2 separate regions of the Sus scrofa genome follow, and region 1 is linked to region 2. The links are chromatin contacts, called in public Hi-C maps. All regions are on one chromosome and are shown on one strand. Each heading gives the region's core, a stretch centred on a gene start, on an enhancer-like site or on the middle of the called end of the contact. The rest is flanking DNA. Distances are from core to core; before and after follow the strand shown. Region 1 overlaps RFFL (E3 ubiquitin-protein ligase rififylin). Region 2 holds the start of RFFL (E3 ubiquitin-protein ligase rififylin).

The links. A called contact is a pair of places that touch in the nucleus more often than the background predicts.
Region 1: a contact with region 2 is called in a Hi-C map of liver, with 2.0 times the contacts expected there. The contact joins the enhancer-like site here to the promoter of RFFL in region 2. A contact is called at or near these places in 2 of 5 promoter capture datasets (fetal liver and liver), 17 of 47 Hi-C or Micro-C datasets (alveolar macrophages, blood, embryonic fibroblasts and 8 more) and 2 of 2 datasets of contacts at active chromatin or transcription factors (alveolar macrophages and skeletal muscle).

Annotation. Positions count from the first base shown.
Region 1 is chr12:40,128,959-40,131,658 of Sscrofa11.1, reverse strand. RFFL (E3 ubiquitin-protein ligase rififylin) reads right to left here. Exons shown (of 6, transcript XM_013981148.2): 2 at 1,105-1,292. The coding sequence starts at 1,284. Among named protein-coding and RNA genes, the nearest start is that of TRNAG-GCC, 23 kb to the right of the region's middle. Within about 2 kb of position 1,313, at least 15 of the 83 cell types and tissues checked have an H3K27ac peak or open chromatin away from gene starts, as enhancers often do. A contact at or near this core is called in fetal liver, liver and retroperitoneal adipose tissue, where this site is marked.
Region 2 is chr12:40,073,924-40,076,623 of Sscrofa11.1, reverse strand. It overlaps RFFL (E3 ubiquitin-protein ligase rififylin), which reads right to left and starts at 1,365. Exons shown (of 6, transcript XM_013981148.2): 1 at 1,112-1,365.

The DNA of each region.
Region 1 (2,700 bases), core at 64-2,563, 55 kb before region 2:
GGGGTAGCCGAGCAAATCAAAACAAAGCTTGGCTACGTGCCCGCCTTCCCTGCAATGTAGTGTAGGCAAAAACACAACCTACAAGGCCAAGTGCCAATCCTCCACCATCCTACAGGGTCAAGGGACGGGCAGTCAGCGCTCTAAGCTGCAGACCTGCTGTCTCCTGGGAGAGAGCCTGAGAGTCAAAGCCCTATGTGGGAATCCTAGCTCTGCCTCTGAATCACCGCGTGATCTTGGGGCGCTCCCTAAGCAGAGGGAGAAGGGGTATTTAAATGTCTTCGGGGCTGACGGGAGCTTGACAGTTACAGTTTCCTTTTTAACTGTTAAACTTTACTCTCTCATGTGTAGAACAGGAGGTTGGGGACCTTAAAACCAACCTTACAGAGTTATTGTGAGGATTAAATGAAACAGAAACTCTATACATTGCTCAAACTGGTCCCTGGCATAGAGCAGATGGTTTAGAACGTATTTTTCCTCTCCGATTTCCCATTACCATCATTTTAACAACACAGTCCGGGCTGCACACCTCTCATTCTGCAAAAGACGGATGCACTGGTGCTTTTTCCAGGCCAGGCCACACCTCGCCCCGCATCACCCAGCCAAGGCCGTGACCGCCTGCTCGCTGACCCGGGAAATGCGGCTGCCGAGCGCTTCAAATGAAATGGCTACAGTAAATAAGCTCCAGCCTTCACCTTGGTAGGGTCCTGAGGCCCCTGAGATGTCAAGGACATCTTTCAAGAAGAACAAGTTAATCTGCAGCCAGGCTTTCGACAACGGCAGCTAATGAAGGAGTAACGTCGAGGGCCCACTGCCCTCCGGGCACCACGCCGGGGACCCTGGCAGATTAGCCATCTTACTCCCACAACGCTCTGAGATGGGAGCTTTATAGATGGGAAAGTGGATCTCAACACAGGTTAAATCAAACAGCTAGGAAGGCCAAGCTGCTGTCTGAATCCAAATCTATGCTGGGATGCTTTGCTTTTGCTTGATGAGGCTTTTGTGAAAGCACGGGTCTGGGCTGCCACTGGCAAAGGCCGGGGCAGGCCCTAGAGAAGGGTCAGCAGACGTGACCAAGGGCCTGGGGCCACAGTGGCCGCCACTCACCTTCCTGGACATGCTGGCGAAGTGGGCCCCACAGGCCTTGCAGCTTGGTTCCGAGCCCGTCGGGGAGGGGAAGGAGCTGTACCCAGGGTTGGAATAGGCCTGCGTCCTGGCTCCCTGGGGCGGTGGGGCCTCCTCAGGCTGTCCATCCAGGCAGAACCAGTTGCAGCAGGTTGCCCACATGATAAAATCTGGTGCAAGGGAGAAAGGGGGAAAGGTCAGAGTGAAGACACACCTCAGGCGCTCCTGCTCCCCAGGGCACGGGTGAGCAGGGCTATCGACCCACACACCTGCTCCAGGGTCGAGGTGAGGTCGGGTTTTCAGGGGCCACAGGTTTCTTCCCGCCTCCTGCACCACCACACTGGCTGTGACAGACAAGAGGTGAGCCCGGACCTGATCGGCCAGGACAGAGCTGCACGCTACCTACTTTTGAAAGCTTGCTGCTGCTGCCTGTCTGTGCCTAATCTGAGATCTCTACCTCAAATAAACCCTCTTGTCTTCGCAATTAGGACTGGCCTAAGAGCCACGGTGCTCAGGAACTTGACCTCGCCCCTAGAGCTCAGACCGACAGAACTGGATCAAACAGGCATGTGCGTGCGTGCTGACACATGTGTACAATTCCACACGCACGCTGACCGTGGGATGAAGGGGTTATTATTTCTTCAGATGAGGCAACCCAGGCTCAAGAAGCAAGGTCACAGAGCCAATATACAGAGAAGTGAGATTCTGAGAACCCGGTCCTTCGGCCTCTAAACCTAACGTTATCTTCCCTGTCTGTGCTGGGTGTGCTCTGCCCTCCTGACCTCGCCTCCCAGCAGCCAGCAGAGCTCTGACATCTGCACCTCTGACCCTACAGAAACTTCCACCACGGCACCGGTAACAGTTAGGCTTTTTTCCTCCCACTAAACCGTACACTCCTTGAAGGCAGGGACCACTTCTTTTTTATTTTTTTGTCTTTTTAGGGCCATACTTGCAGCATATGGAGGTCCCCAGGCTAGGGATCTAATCGGAGCTACAGCTGCCAGCCTGCACCACAGCCCCAGCAACGTGGGATCTGAGCCACATCTGCGACCTACACCGCAACTCACGGCAATGCCGGGTCCCTGACCCACTGAGTGCGAGGCCAGGGATCGAACCCCCGTCCTCATGGATACTAGTTGGGTTTCATAACCGCTGAACCACAGCAGCAACTCCAGGGACCACTTCTTATGTATGCCTGTTCCGTGCCCAGCCGTGTCGTGGACACAGCAGACGCTCCACAAATGTTGGCTTCCTTGCTGAATCGGTACCTCTGTGGGTTTGGGGTTGTTACCCCCATTTTACACATCAAATACAAGAATTAGGGACGAGGGGGTTGATGATCTTTTGAGATCACAGGACAAAGGCGAGCCAATCTCTCAAATGTCAGAATAAATGAAAGGTTTTGAGGGCGTCCACTAAAATGCCGGGGGGCTGCAGTGATACAGTTAAGACGTGCTTTCCTTGGTAGGCCAAGCAGTCAGCATGGACATTTTGAACCTGAACTCTGCTCACAGAGATAATAAATGAAACATTCAGTGTGTTACTCAGTCATCAGGCCACACAAAAGAACGGTACTTT
Region 2 (2,700 bases), core at 116-2,615:
CATTTCATTTCAGTAACTTGAACTGTCGCTGAGAAAACCACAACTGCTCCCCAAACTGTTGCACGACAAGGGTGACAGGAAGTCTCTGTCCCCCAAACCACCTGTGAAAGGGAGGAACTTACTTCCTTAGAAGGCCACACGGACCTGGGGATGTTTGTGCTCCAGGCTACTGTGGCCTTTAGCCGGGGTGCAAAGCGGCAATTGTGGGTAAAGCCTTATTTCCAAGCTGACAACTCTTCTTCCCTGGGGTAGGCTGGGAGAACATGGTACCCTCTTCCCTGATTACACAAGCAGGCTTTCCCCTAGAGCAAATGACAGACCAACAAAAAGGCGTGAAAATATACTGTGGTTTCTATCTTCTGCCAGCCTGAAGTCAAGCTCTGAGCAGAGAGAAGCCTGCGACGCTCTGGCACCCCGGGTCTAGCATACTGCCCCGTGCCTGGTCAAATGTCTCATGGGCAGCCAGCTGCAGAGAGGCCCCACTTCCCTCTGCATCTTAGCTACTGGCGACCTCACACACACTACCTCAAATGAACAGAAGACAACTCCCAGAAGAGGGACCACAGGACCCTGGGCGGGGCGGGGGACTCCTCTAAGAGGAGAGAACCACATCCCCAAACTTCTCCATCAAGCCTCCAAACTCCAGCCGCCTCCTTCCACGATGCTCGCAGGGCTCCCGCACCAAGAAGCAGGGTCAGGCTAGTTCCTTTAAATGAAGACGCAGGCCGCCCGGTACCTGACTCAGTTTCCACCGCTGTAAAGCAGCATCTTTCCCCCACAAGCCAACTGAATCTGCCGACGCGAGGGCATTTGGAGATATTTGAGGGTACACGTCTGAGTTGCTGCCTCCCGCAGGTGAAATGCTTCCTTTGAAGAGGCTTTTAATGGGACAGGTGCGGGCTACCTTGAATGCGCAGACTTTCAGCGAGGCAGGGCTTCCCCCATCCCCTGTAGGCAGGGAGAGTCCCAGGCCGCGCCCCGCACAGAAGAGGCGCCCCCGGACCACAGTTTGGTGAGACCCGAGGCCAAGCAGCGGCCCCCACCCCGGCCTCACGCAGGACCCCACCCCAGACCGGGCGCACCGCGAATCCCAGCCCCACCGCCTCCTCACCTGCCGAGGCCGCCTGTCCGGCCCGCACCTGGGAGGGGAGGGGAGGGGCCGGATCCGGGCCGCAGACGCCTCAGGCAGGGGGGCTGCGGGCTCCGCCGCGGCCGCGTCTCCGGGGCTGAGGGGCACCGGGGGGCAGTCGCGACATCCTCACGGGCGGCCCCAGGAAGTTGCCCCCCCACCTATTCCCGGCCGCCCGGCCCGGTCGCTCCCGCCCCTCGCGCGGCCCCACCCCCGGCGCGGCCCCGCCCCCCCTCGGGAGCGCGCCTCCGCTCCTGGCGCGCCCGAGCCACCATAGAGAGGGGCGAGGCGCGCGGCGGGCTAGAGCGTGGCCTTCGCGAGCGCCCCCTGGCGGAGCCTAGGCCGCCAGAGGCCGGGCCCTCCAGGTCGGGGCCTCAGCTGTCCCTGTTGCTTTGGTCACACTGCACTCTGCACGAGTAGCTGAAAGGTCCAGGTACACGGTCCAGCTTGGGGACCCTGAGCGAGTCCCATAACATTTCAGAACTGGTTTCATAATAAAAGTTTGAAAGTTGCCTCGCTTGCATATTCCATCGTTCCTCACTGCAATGGCTATCCGCAGGTGATGGTCCCCAACATACAGTGGAAGAAACCCAGGACCCTCAGGGTTCACTAGCTCATTCAAGGTCCCATAGCTGGAAGGTATTACAAGGCAGATCTGGGGACAGCAAGACCCATGTTTGTCCTGCTCACTCTATGGCACCTCTAGAATTTTCCAGCCTAAGCCCCAAGGGTTAGCTCTTTGTACATTAAGAAAGTGAGGAAAAGGGGGGGGCGGCGTTCCCTTAGTGGCTCAGCGGGTTACAAACTGCCAAGTATCCGTGAGGATGCAGATTCAATCTCTGACCTTGCTGAGTGGGTTAAGGATCCAGCGTTGCCAAGAGCTGTGGTGTAGGTCCAGACGCAGCTCAGTTCCTGCCCTTGCTGTGGCTGTGGGGTAGGCTGGCAGCTGCAGCTCTGATTTGATCCCTAGCCTGGGAACTTCCATATGCCATGGGTGCGGCCCTAAAAAGCAGAAAAATAAAAATAAAAAAAAAGAGAGGAAACTGCTCAGAGGAAGGCCCTGATGGAATGAAGATGACTGAGAGGAGGAGTGCACCTCGGCCATTCATTAGCTGCTGTGTACATTTTGGCAGGTATTCAACCCTTCTGAACTTGTTCCTCCTCCCTGAAGAAACTGGTATGGTTGTGTGAGGCAGGTTTATATGAGGATTAAATAAGCTAATAAATATAGAAGTCCTTAATTAACCATAAAGCACCAGGGTTGCATGGGGGGGGGATCAATAACCAGTATGGGCTAAGATAAGGACTATCACAGGGAAAAGTGAGTTAAAATCAATATCGTTTATACATGCACACTCTGTCACTTTACAAGTATTATTTCCAACCTTCACAGCCCAGCAAATTAATGAAGATCTGTGTGGTAAGAAATTTACCCAGGGAGTTCCTGTCGTGGCTCAGCGGAAACAAATCTGACTAGTATCCATGAGGACACAGGTTTGATCCCTGACCTCGCTCAGTGGGTTAAGGATCCGGCATTGCCGTGAGCTGCAGTGTAGGTCACAGACACAGCT